Regions from separate parts of the Mus musculus genome. Here all the other regions are linked to region 2. The links are chromatin contacts, called in public HiCAR-type and promoter capture Hi-C maps. All regions are on one chromosome and are shown on one strand. Each heading gives the region's core, a stretch centred on a gene start, on an enhancer-like site or on the middle of the called end of the contact. The rest is flanking DNA. Distances are from core to core; before and after follow the strand shown.

Evidence for each region. Promoter capture Hi-C pulls out the DNA fragments that hold promoters and counts their contacts. HiCAR-type assays count read pairs that join an accessible place to other places.
Region 1: a promoter capture Hi-C map of liver shows a contact between it and region 2, with 2.7 times the contacts expected there. The contact joins the promoter of Atrip here to the promoter of Rad54l2 in region 2. A contact is called at or near these places in 3 of 39 promoter capture datasets (liver and pre-B cells).
Region 3: a HiCAR-type map of astrocytes shows a contact between it and region 2, with 4 times the contacts expected there. The contact joins the promoter of Plxnb1 here to the promoter of Rad54l2 in region 2. A contact is called at or near these places in 1 of 39 promoter capture datasets (liver) and 1 of 115 datasets of contacts at active chromatin or transcription factors (astrocytes).
Region 4: a contact with region 2 is called in a promoter capture Hi-C map of pre-B cells, with 2.8 times the contacts expected there. The contact joins the promoter of Pfkfb4 here to the promoter of Rad54l2 in region 2. A contact is called at or near these places in 2 of 39 promoter capture datasets (liver and pre-B cells).

The regions. Positions count from the first base shown.
Region 1 is chr9:109,072,719-109,075,533 of GRCm38.p6, forward strand. It overlaps Atrip (ATR interacting protein), which reads right to left and starts at 1,406. Exons shown (of 13, transcript NM_172774.3): 1 at 1,037-1,406; 2 at 1-19. The coding sequence starts at 1,286. Atrip-trex1 (Atrip-Trex1 readthrough) reads right to left here and starts at 1,379. Exons shown (of 14, transcript NR_153412.1): 1 at 941-1,379; 2 at 1-19.
Region 2 is chr9:106,787,637-106,790,577 of GRCm38.p6, forward strand. It overlaps Rad54l2 (RAD54 like 2 (S. cerevisiae)), which reads right to left and starts at 1,577. Exons shown (of 22, transcript NM_030730.2): 1 at 1,344-1,577.
Region 3 is chr9:109,093,843-109,096,950 of GRCm38.p6, forward strand. It overlaps Plxnb1 (plexin B1), which reads left to right and starts at 1,594. Exons shown (of 38, transcript NM_172775.2): 1 at 1,594-1,803. Gm7628 (predicted gene 7628) reads right to left here. Exons shown (of 2, transcript NR_168955.1): 2 at 1-1,990.
Region 4 is chr9:108,990,464-108,993,607 of GRCm38.p6, forward strand. It overlaps Pfkfb4 (6-phosphofructo-2-kinase/fructose-2,6-biphosphatase 4), which reads left to right and starts at 1,439. Exons shown (of 14, transcript NM_173019.5): 1 at 1,439-1,649. The coding sequence starts at 1,553.

The DNA.
Region 1 (2,815 bases), core at 156-2,655, 2.3 Mb after region 2:
CGGCGGACCTTATGAGCACCTGTATAAAAAGTAGTTGCCCTTAGGTTGAGCATGGTGGCACAGAACTGCAATCCCAACACTTGTGAAGTAGAGCTATGGGGATCTCAAATTCAAGGCTAGCCTTGCTAGAGATCGAGAACCTGTCTGGAAAAAATAATCCCATGTATACTGCGGGGCTCAGTATGTATCCACCTTTGTCATAAAATGCAGAAGGAGTCACTCTTGAAAGCCAAGTTGAGAAAGACCCAGGTAACAGCTCCGAGCATGGTATAAACACATAAAGAATCCTTATGGCATAGCATATCTGAATTCTCTCGCTTTATACCTCACCCACTTTCTAGACTCTCAGCTCATAGCTGAACAGAGATTGCACTGGCTGTGACTCTACCATAACTACTATTTACTACAACATGTTAGGCATAGGATCTGCTGGTTTTAAAGACTGATGGTGAACCAAATGGATACATTCCAGGGGGAGGTGGGGCTCCAGGGATGGAGTAAGGTAGAGTACCGGGTGATGTAGGGCCAAGGAAGGGGGAGGCAGCATTGCTTTGTGCCATTTCGTGGAAAGTTGCGTCTAACCACTGCCGCATATGACAGCTGGTCAGCAATGAGTGTTTTCCAATGCCTGGTTTTCCATGCAATATTGCTGGAGAGATGGAGGGCCAGCCACATTTCCAGGGATAATCCTATTTTTCAGATGCTGTAAGTGCTAAGTACATTCGCAAGGTGCCCATCAAACCCTCCTGACACTTAACTTATTCCCCAAGAGTGTAAGCTCTAAGAAGAAAAGCAGCTTTGGCATTTCTTGCCCATTGCCTGTTTGCCATGCCTAACCTTTGGGCAACTGGCATTTTTGTGTAAGACTCTCTTTCATCTCTTGCCTCTGTCAGACGCCTTCTAATGCTCTTCTGCCCAAGGGTTACAATGGGGTGCATACCATCTAAATGGGAGGCCATTTAACATTCTGGATGTCTCACCGCCAAATCAGAGGTCTGCACCACCCGCCGGGGGAAAAGGCCCCTCAGGCACTCACTGGACAGGTTCCGAGGCGCGACGGGACACTGGCTCAGGGCCTGTGACGCGAGGATGTCGAGTTCCTCTAGGTCGTCCGCAGTAAATTCCGCGTGCTCACCGAATGGGTCTTCGGGGTCCGGGACTGTGGTCTCAGAGAAGCTCCGGGCCCGCTTGCTCGGAGGGTTCTCAATGGATCGAGACAGACCGGGGAAAGGCTCCAGGCCGCCACTCTGTTTCCTGTGGCTGTTCGGTGCGGGGGTCCCGGCCATGACTACCTTCAACCCGCAGCATCCGAAGACGCCAAGCACAGCCTTGTCCACAGAAAGCCTGAGCTGGCCCAACCGCCCGCGCGCCGCCGTTCCCCTCGCCTTCCAGCGTCTCCCCAGCCTGCGGGCCAATCAGCTGCCAGCTACCGGGCACAGATGGGTGACGTGTACAGAGCGCGCCGTTACCCGGGACAGGCTCCTGCGTGTCTGGGCTCAGTACGAAGGGGTCCCCGGTGATGCCAGGGTACTACAGTGCTGTCAGGATTATCCCGGTTGCGAGATCGAGGAGCGTCTGCCCGACCACACCTGAGGCGGTTCCCCGTGGCACTGTGTAGAATACAGAGCCCTAGAGAAGCAGGCAGCGTTCAGGGGTCAGCTCTCCCTGACCTCACTCCTCGCGGCTGACCCACCTCTCTCATGTCCAGAGACTCTTTTAGGGAGGAGGCTGGGAAGAGCAGACTTGGGGAGGAGAAGGAATGCTTTTCTTCCTGGAAGCAGAGATCTTCCAGGATAACAAATGTTTCAAGTATGTATATTTGAGAAAAAAAAAAAAAAAAAAAGGCTGGGAAGGATGGTCTCGAGAACGGCGTGCCTATTCGGAACTGCTCCAACTGTTAACTTCCATTTATTTCTTGGAGAGTCTTTATGTCCTGAGCGCTGGTTGCGTAGAGACAATGAAGCTCAAGAGGTCAAGGAAGGCTCGCTGGGAGTGGTCCTTGAATTACCCAACAGATTGAGGGGGAAATAGCAAGAAAAATGGGTTAGGAGGCAGACGCATGATGTTTCTGAGAAAAATTCATCTTCGACAAGGATGCCAGGTGGATGCCTCCTCTTTGCGACAGACTTCATGGAGGAGCAATGATTTGAGTTGGGCTTGGGTGTATGACTGGCTTTTATGAGCTGAAGTGGTGGGCAGAACAGATACCAGAAATGGCGGATTAGCATTGGAAGGCAACAAGATCAAGACTTTTCTACTCCGTTTGCTCAATGCCAGACTTAGTTTGTGAACCTACCAATGTTTGCTGAGGCGTTGGGCGGAAAGGAGAGCGCTCAGGCTTAGAATGCCTTAGGCCTGCCAACCCACCCCCACCCCACCCCTGCCTCATTATTTTTTATGTGTGTTTTACCTTCATGTATGTATGTGCATCACATGCATGTATGCCTGGTGCCTACAGTGGTCAGAAGGCATTGCATCACTTAGAACTGCCTTAGTTTCTTGATTCAGCTGCTGGTAGTTTTCCCATAGCTGCCCAACATAATGTTGAATGTTCAAGTCTCCCAGCAGCCCCCCACCCCCTTTGGTTATATGTCAAGACATATAACCAAAGCTGGCCCAGAACTCCAGAATGTCCTTCCTCCCGCTGAGTGCTGGGATTATAGACATGAGTTTTTGTTTGTTTGTTTTGTTTTTGTTTTTTGTTTTTGAGATGGCCTCAAACTTCTAATCCTGTCTCAGTCTCTAAAGTGCTAGAATTGTGAGTGTGGGCTACCAGGCGTGGCTGATTGCCCAGGTTGTAATAGCTACGATCTTT
Region 2 (2,941 bases), core at 327-2,826:
TTCATGGCAGTAAGAGATAATGAAACTTCATGAATTTAGGGGTCTAAAGAGCTTTGAGCAGCAGAAATTATAAAGATTTTTTTTCACATCCTCCTCTATAGTTACATATATTAAAATATACCAAAAAAAAAAAAGTTAGTGAAGCCTTTTACATTAGTTTGGGCTTAGAAGAATTGTACTGAAAGCTCCAAGAATTACAACATACTATGGGGTCTAGGTTTGTGGATCATTACAAACAATAGCCACAGTGCTAAAAACAAAATATGAGTCACAATTCAAAAAAGAGGGCAAAGGGGGAAAAAATGAACAGAGAAAAGCTTTAAAGTCAAATACCATTAAGAAATTTGTTACTTAAATGACTGCCGGCGACAGCCACCACACTGACTTTGGAGTAAGAAGGAAAGGTCCACACTGTCCTCTCCTCTAGAACAAATTCATTAAGCCCCCCCAAATACCCATTCCAGCTTCAAAGTCCAGGCATCAACAGTCAGCCACATCCGCCAGCAAGAGCAGTAATCTAACAGATCTGAGTCACACACTCCCCCGCAGTAAGAGGTCATTCTCTAGCAGGAAGCCCACTCTGCAAAGTGCTCTTGTTCTACTCCCAGACAGCCACCATGACCCACATAAAGCCAATTCTTCGACCCCAGAAGCTGCCGGCCATCTTCTCCCTCCCTCCCCAGCTCGCATCGGCCTTTTCCTAACCCAATGCAGCTAACACTACTCCTGTGACAAGTTTCCTACCTGAGAACCACTCTTAACTCGGATACATCTTAGCCGTGAAGGATCCATCTAGCTCCTAGCTCAACTCTTTTGTGCCCAACTAAGCTCGTGCCTTTCCAGGAACTACTCACCAATTACCTCAGAGAAGCTAAACTCTCCATGCCTCTTCTCCCCAAACCCGACTCAGCCTAACAAATTCTCAGACGGCCCGAGGGAGTTCAGAGACCCACACCTATGTCCACTAGGGACCAAGCCACAGGGGTCCCTAAAATTCGAACCACAATCCCTCTCCCTCAAACCACGGCACGGTTTGCCGGTGTTATAATATAACATCAGGAGCGCATAGCCACTGTAGTTCAGTCTCGGTAATTACGACTGCCTTCCTTGACAACGAAATCCCAAAATATCAAGCCACTGAAGTCCCGGGTGGATGCCAAGACCCCCTCCAAGCCTACAGTCACTGGAGTTTCCCAGGTCGGACGCAGCTCCCCCCAAGGCCCAAGCCGCCAGGAGTAGCTTGCTACCCCAGGCTGCTGCACGCCGGGGACTCTGGCCGCGTCCCCATTGTTGCGGGTCCCAGCGGCCCCGGCAGGGAGTAAGGGGACCGCAGGGGCTCTCACCTCCCGTGCCACGGATCCGGGCCGCACCGGACCGGGCTGGGCCGTAGGACCTCGCGTTCTGCCGCACCCTCTTGGACAGTGTCTGCGGCGGCGGGAGCCGGAGAAGCGGCTGAGGCGGGAAGCAGCCAGCCAGGCCCGGGCGCCGCAGGCTGGCTCTGGCCGAGGGTCGGTCTTCTCCGGCGGCGGCGCTCTCAGCCTCCGCTCGCGGTCCGCGCCAGAAAGCTTCCCCCTCCCGGCCCTCTCACCCGGCCACCCGGGCGGGAACACAAGCCACCCGCAGCAAAGTTCCGCTGTGAGTCCTGTTGTTCTTTCCCAGGGAAAGACACTAAACGGCGATTCTTGGGTGAGTAAGGTGTATTTACTACAGAGGACCTTTTCATGAATAAGTGAGACTAAAAAAATAAAATAAGAAATAAAACAAAATCGAAAACAAAAACAATCCCATGCTAGAACCTGCCTGGAACTGGTAGAGCCAACTGAATGGATTTTACTAACTACCAAAAACACACACTTATCAGTACAAATGAGCCTGAGCTCCTACACTTCTCAATTTGGTATTACGTCAAAACATACCGGGAACGAGATAGTGCGGATATGAGGTGTAAATTCGTTGAGGGTGCTGTCAAAAGTCAATGCTACTACAGCTGTAGCTTCCAACAAAAGTTGTTCTTCCTTGAATTGATGCATGCCATTGTAATTCTCGGTCTTCCTCCCTTCCTCCCTACCTGTCCGTGGTTCCTGTTGACTGCAGCTGTCTCCAGAAAACTAGCAGAGGCGACGGCCGAGTTGGGAGGGGGGAGTACTGCGGAGGGGGGATCGCACTCAAACGTAGGTTTCTCCCTGAAGTTGGAGATTGTTATGCTCCACTTTCTTATGAGCTGTATTGTTGTCTCTTTCCACTACATTACCTTGGCTCTCCACCCGCAACCCCCACCACCGCCAAAGTGAATATGAGCGAAAGATGAAAATATTGGGTATGTGGGTCTGGTTTTTTTTTTTTTTAAGTTTTTTTTGTTTGTTAGGTTCATTATTGGTTTTTGTTGTTGTTGTTTTGGTTTTTCGAGACAGGGTTTCTCAGAAATCCACCTGCCTCTACCTCTCAAGTTCTTGAATTAAAGGCATGTGGCACCAGTCCAGTTATTAGAACCATCTCTCAAATTACAAAAGTTTAAATATGTACAGATAATAGCCCTATAAATGACCAGAGGGACAAAAATGAGACCAGAGACTCTAAAGGAGCCTTACTTATTATCTCTCTTCACATAAGTGAGCTTATATGAAGAACTTATTTCTCTTTCATAACTGAGCTTGGAGTAACAGGAGCCAACAATGGCTCCCCGCCCTCCCCCACCGCCGTCCCGTTCCCCCCTCCCTCCCCGTGATAGAAGTTTCTTCTATTCTTTCCTCTCAGGAAGCCACTGTTCTGAAACATATAGATGGCTATTGATGGCTCTTCATTCAAATAAACTTAAAAGAGCTGGGCAGTGGTGGCGCACGCCTTTAATCCCAGCACTTGGGAGGCAGAGGCAGGTGGATTTCTGAGTTTGAGGCCAGCCTGGTCTACAGAGTGAGTTCCAGGACAGCCAGGGCTACATAGA
Region 3 (3,108 bases), core at 344-2,843, 2.3 Mb after region 2:
TGGGGAGGAAAGGGTTTATTTGGCTTACACTTCCACATCATTGTTAATCACTGACAGGAACAGAACAGGACAGGACAGGACAGGAACTCAAGCAGGGCCAGAACCTCGTGGAGGGGTGCCGCTTACTGCTCAGTATGCTTTCTTACAGAACCCAGGGCTACCAGCCCAGGGGGGCCCCACCCTCAATGGACTGGGACCGCCCCTGTCAATCACTAATTAAGAAGATGCCCTACAGGGGGATCTTATGGAGCGATTTCTCCACTGAAGTTCATTCTTTCAGATAACTCAAGCTTCTGTCAAGTTGACATAAATCAAGCCAGCACCCCACCCCCACCCCACCCCACGGGAGTCTGAGGGTGTGATGGTAGAGCAGCCTGGCATCAGCCCTTAGTGAAGTGGCAGATACGGAAGACGGCTTCCCCCGATTTAGAGCCCTCTAACCTTAGAGGCTTCCAGGTGACGTATATGCAGTTTTTCCCTTTCTGGACACTATGCCAATGGCCTTGAGCCAAAGTCCTTCAAAAGCCCTCAGGATGGGTCAGGTCCTGGCTCCACAGATTGCCATTGGCAAGCCCGGGTGTGAACCGCCCTGCATAAAGCCCTCAGGAGAGAACCTCTGCCCAGGGTTTCCTTCCCAGAAAGACCCAGGTGTTTTCCAAGGAGGGAGTCCAGACTTGCTCAAGGCTTCTGAGTTCTGCATGGCTCCAGGTACAGGCCGTGGAGGAGGGAAGGAAATAAGACCCTACTTCTGCACCTCACAGCCAGTATGCCCTGCTTACACAGTTCAGCTTTGGTGGTATTACCCCCTATTAGTCAGGGAGCAAAAAGGTCGGGGTGTGTGTGTGTGGGGGGGGAAGGGGTGTCAGGTTACATGGCTTAGTGATGGCGCAAACTCAGGTCCAAAGCCCGGGCTCTCTTCAAACAGCCAGGGGTGGGGGCCGGAAGGAGAGGTTGGGTGTTGTGGAGTATTGAAAGAAGGAAAGGTGGGCAGGGCCAGGTGAGAAGAGGAGAAGCTGGCGTCTAGGAGACCAGGTGAAGAAAGTTGGGGGGAGAGGATGGCTCCAAGGGCCGGGATCTAGAAGGGAATGAGGGCGCTCCGGGCGCTGGGCGAGGTGCGTTGGGGATAGTCAAGATGGTGGTTATGGAACAGGCAGAGCAGGTGTGGGGCACAAGTCCCTCGAACTCTGGCAGGACGGGGAAAGGCTCCAGTGCTGTATCTCAACGCCCAGGTAATAAGGCTCGCAACCATGGCCGTAGCCTCTTGGTCCTAAGCGGCGCGCAGGTGAGGCCCGGCTGGGCGGGGCGGACCGCCCACGCTCCCGGCTCCGCTCCTCACCCTACACGTCTGCGTTGCCATGACTACCGCCCGGGCGCTGCAGCCCCCATTTAATGAGAGGGGTTGATCACCCCCCCAGGCCCTTCACAAACTCGGATCCCGCGGGACCGGAATGCGGGGTCCCGGATGGCTGGGGCCGCGTACCCCGTTCTCCCGGCAGCTTCCGGCCTGGTCCGGGCGGCGCGCGGGGGGAGGGCGGCCCGACGGGCGGGGGGTGGGGGGGTGGAAGGAGCGGAGCCCGGGCCGGCCGACGCGGCTTTGTCTCCTTTGTTCCCAGCGGAGGCAGCGCCGCGGCGGGAGGGGCGGGCGGCGGGCGCAGTTTTTTCCGCCCCTCGGTCTCCGGGTAACAGCTGCGGCTCCGCCAGACCCACCTCCGAGGGGAGGGAAGGCCGCCGCGCGCAGATCTGAGCTAGCCCGGAGCTGCGGGCGGACGCCTCGCCGCGCGCATCCCGCAGGAGGGTCGGGCGGTGAGTTGCGAGACTTGGGCAGGGAAGGCGGGGTTGCAGGCGAGAGCCGCGCGCACCCAGGTGGAACGGCCCGAGGCCTCGATCCCGCTGGGCACAGGCAGCCGGAGTGGTGTCTCCGGTGGGTGGCTTCGGTCCTCAGAGTTGGGACCACACTCGCGCGCGCGAAGGCAAACTCTGGCGGCACCGCCTGTAACGCGATTGGGAGACAGAGGAGGTGGAGCTGCTCCTCCGCGCCCCCTCCTCGCTGCCGCCACCGCCGCTTTCGGGACCGGCCGGCCCCTTCCCCGCCCTCCCTGGGCCACTGGTGGGGTCTTTGTCCCGTGGAGCGGCGGAGGGAGGAGGGTTGAGGATGAGTCGAAGCAAGGAAGTGGAGGCTTCCCCATAGGATAACAGATCTTTCAGGCAGAGACTGACAAAGGAGGACCACGAGCCTTTTAACACTTGGACTCTGTCTCGGTACCCACACACCCAGCCGGTGCTTGACGAGCGCCTTAATTTATGGCGGGTGTCTGGTAAATGATGGCTCCCTTCCACCCTACTCAACATCCAGACGGCAGGTGTGTAGTGCACACCACTTCACTGTCAAAAAGTAACTCTCCCTTTTAAGTGGATACTGGGATAGGGGCGGGAGTGTGGGTGGCCGAGCTCAGAAAGGGAAGGCCAGTTTCCCCCAACTCCCAGACAAGTGCAGATGTGGAAGGGGCTGAATTTGTGAGTCTTCTTGGTTGTGAGAGCAGCTGCAGGAGAGGGTTAGGTGTTGCTTGTCCTTTGCAGAAGTCAGGCAACCAGTCTTGGGCCCTGCCGTAGGGTTTCGGGGAGTGTGGGTTCTAAAGAGGCCTATGGGGCAGGCCTGGGCACAGGCAGAGTTAGTTAGACTTTGGCGATGAGCCTGGACAGCCTGAGATGTGGGGAGTTAGGGAGGAGATACTGGCAGTGCAAGTTAGGGACGTGAGGCTTGGCTCCAAATAAGCCCTAGTCCGATCATTAATAAAACTGGGCCGATTCCTCGGCTTTTGAGATGCTAAGAGGCTTGAAAGCGGAGTGTGAGCTCCATATTACCCCTCTAGTCTGGATCTCCTTGGCAGTGAAATGGGGGCTCTGTCACCATGTAGGGAACACCTGCTCTGCGTTGGGTCTGCTGGTTACTGGAGCCTTCTTATAAAAAGCAGGTACTCTCTGCCTTTAAAGAGCTCTTGTCTAGGGTGGGAGGACGGAACAGAAGAAAATGGTCTCGGGGCCCACTCATGCCAGGTACACCCCAGAGGAGTCCTTCCTCCCCTCCCACTAATGGGAAATCTGAGGCTC
Region 4 (3,144 bases), core at 189-2,688, 2.2 Mb after region 2:
GTGGAGGGCATCACTAGAGGGTAGTGAGATCGAGATTCAAACCCTGTTGCTGGGGCCTGCACAGAAAATATACAGTTTGGAGAGGCGGGGCTGAGCAGAAAGAAGAGGCCTGAGCTTTCTGGAGACTGGTGGGGGTCAAACGCAGAAGAGTGACTTCCGAACACCACCCCTCACTGGCCTCTAAGGGGTCATGTTCACTGGGGGTCGCCCAGCTGGAGAATTCGTTCATATGGTACCACTTTAGCCCTTAAGCCTGAGCTGCCAGCCCTGGCCCTGGGCCCTTGTCCCAGTACATTTTCAAAGGCAGAGAGGGAGGTAATATAATGAATGAGAACGCCCACATGTTTTTAAACAGATTTCTGAGGCTGACACATTTAATCTGTACCACAGTCTTGTAAAATTGATGACGTCTGCATCTCATTTTCCTGATGAAGAGACAGAAGCTCGTTAAAAAAAAAATTCATTATTAAAACACTAATTGGGGCTGGGGTTAGCTTACTTAGCATACACAAAGCCTTAGGTTCTCTAGGTTCGATTCCCTGCATAAACTCTGTGGAAACACTGGAGCTTGGAAGGTGAAAGCAAGATGAGCAGAAGTTCAAGGTTATCCTCAGCTACACATTAAGTTCCAGGACAGCCTGGCAACATGAAACCAGCCCTTCTTCTCCCCCCCAAAAGAAAGAAAAACCAAACAGCAATAAAATTATAATTGGTAAAATATAAATCCTGGGAAGAAAATCAGAATACTGCTTAGTGAGACCCCAAACAGCTTGTTCATATATTTCAGAGATTTAGCCTAAATTCCCCAGCAGCCAGGCCAAAACATGGTCGATTTTGAGATGTATTCTGTGTTTATGTCCCTAAGAGAAGGGAACTTTTTCTGTGTGGTTGAACAAGTTGTTCTTGTGGACCCGGGAAGTTTCAAGGCTAAAAGCAACCGAGGAGGAACGAAGAAGGTCCAGGAGGGCGCAGCGGTGGTTGACTTCCAGGGCAGCAAGTCAGTCATTAGAGCCATTCAGGGACAAGTGCCACGCTGGTCCAGACTATCCGGCTCTGAGGATCACGCAGGCCTGCTCAGCTTCTCCGTACCCTTCTCAGTAGGCGACTGTGAGGTCACATTTCTCAAGGGAGTAAGAGGCCACACAAGCTTTGGGGCAGGGCTGCAGCACCCTGGGCGGGACCATGAGTGGGGCCTATGCATATAAGAACAATCTGGTTGAGTACAGTAAACTTCACATCCGGGGCGGGGTCTGCATAATCCGGGTGTCAAAGGTAGCTAGTATTGAGCATGCGCGTTATCAACTCTGGTTTGACGGATGGGGCGTGCTTAGTCCAAAAGAAGCTATAGTAAAATTGGGCATGCGTAGTCGTAGGCCAGTGCCTCTTTAGTTTGGGTGGAGCCTATTAGTTCTGGGGCGGGCCTGCGAGAAGATTGACAAGAGTTGGAGCCGCTAGAGGGTGGGCGGGGCCGGAGGGGCGGGACCTCGGGTGGCCCGAGGTGGCCCGGTTGCTGGGTGAGTAGCAGCGCAGTCCGATTCATCCCAGCCCAGGGATGGCGTCTCCACGGGAACTGACCCAGAATCCCCTGAAGAAGATCTGGATGCCGTACAGCAATGGCAGGCCCGCTCTGCACGCCAGCCAGCGTGGTGGTAAGACCGGGGTCCTAAAGGAGAGAGAGAAGGTGAACCCTGATGGGTGGGTAGACGGCCTAGACGAGGGTCTCGAGTGAAAAGGCAGGAGACTGGTAGAGAAGCAGGCACCGGTGAGGCTATTGTAACTGGTGGGCGGAGTCGGGGACAGGTGAGAGGCTGAGAACAGGTGAGCGGGAGTGACCGTGGTACCGTGACAGTGGCCCGCAGAAGTGTGGTGAAGCAGGAGTGGGGACAGATGTGAGGGGACATCTCAGTCTGTTGGAGACTGGGTCTGACCCAGTGGATAGGCACCGACCCGAGCTGTTTCCAGTGCCTGTGTATAGAAGAGGACTTCGTTTGTGGCCGTGGCTCTTTACTCTCTCCTGGCCACAGAGTGGGCTAGCGGGAAGTCTGGCTGGAAACTGAGTTGTGTAGCTCCAGACAAGGCAGTTGGCTTCTTTGAGCTGAGAACTTTTGAAAGCCTAGCCATGGGCTAGTTAGTAGTCCTCAGGTACCCCTTGGTTTTAATGCCAAAGTTTTAGAGGAACTTTGGGGGAGTACAGTTGTCAAGATTTGGACAGTGGGAACGGCACACCATATGGACCTATATCTGTGCCCCTGGATGTGGAAGCACCCACTTGAGTTCACTGTTAAATAACTGCACAGGAGAGTCAAACATCAAAGAACTATGCTGGAATTTGTGAATTGCGAAGTGACTTACCTCTTCTGGGATCCTGAGTGTTCTCATCTACTTCCTTGGCTTTTCTGTTTGTTCTTGAACGAGTCTGTAATTTTTTATTGACAGGGAAAAGAAAAAAATTGTTTTATAAGTAACTCAAATATTGTAATGAATTTGCAGCTTGGCAAAGACCTCAGAGAACATCTCGTACAACTGGTGGCGCAGATATGGAAATGGAGATCAGGCTGTTGTGTGATGTGCCAGGGTCTCCGTGCATTCCTAAAGGCTGCTGTGTGTGATAAGGGAGGGGAGGGTCCTCTACGCTTCTGTGGCCAAGGCCAGCCTGAGGCCACGACTTTGACCATTACCATAATGAGAGGGGTTGGGAGTGGGGAAGGCGTGTGTTATATGATCATGACTTGGGTCCTCCTAGAATGGCAGTAGTTCAGAAGCAGACTGTGTTCCTGTGGGTGGTGGCTCTGACCACAGTATGGGTACTGGTGGAGCCATAGCTGTGCAGACAGACACATTCTGAGTCCTCAGGGGCTGTGGATTTAGCCTGGCCAGCTTCCAAAAGGAAGAATTAATCAGAAGCTCCTTGCCAGTCTATTAGGACAGCCGTCCAGACCAGAGGGTGGCTGCCCCCGTTACAGAAGGGCAGGGACCTGGACTTTGGGGACAGTAACGCTCAAGCCACATCCTGGACCAGCTGTGTGATCTTGGACAAGGAGCCAACCCTTAGACCTCAGCCTAGGATGAGACCATTGTCATTTTTGCCTCTAACAAGTAAATACTTGAAAATTGGAAGCAAGCTGGGTGTGGTGGTGCAAACCT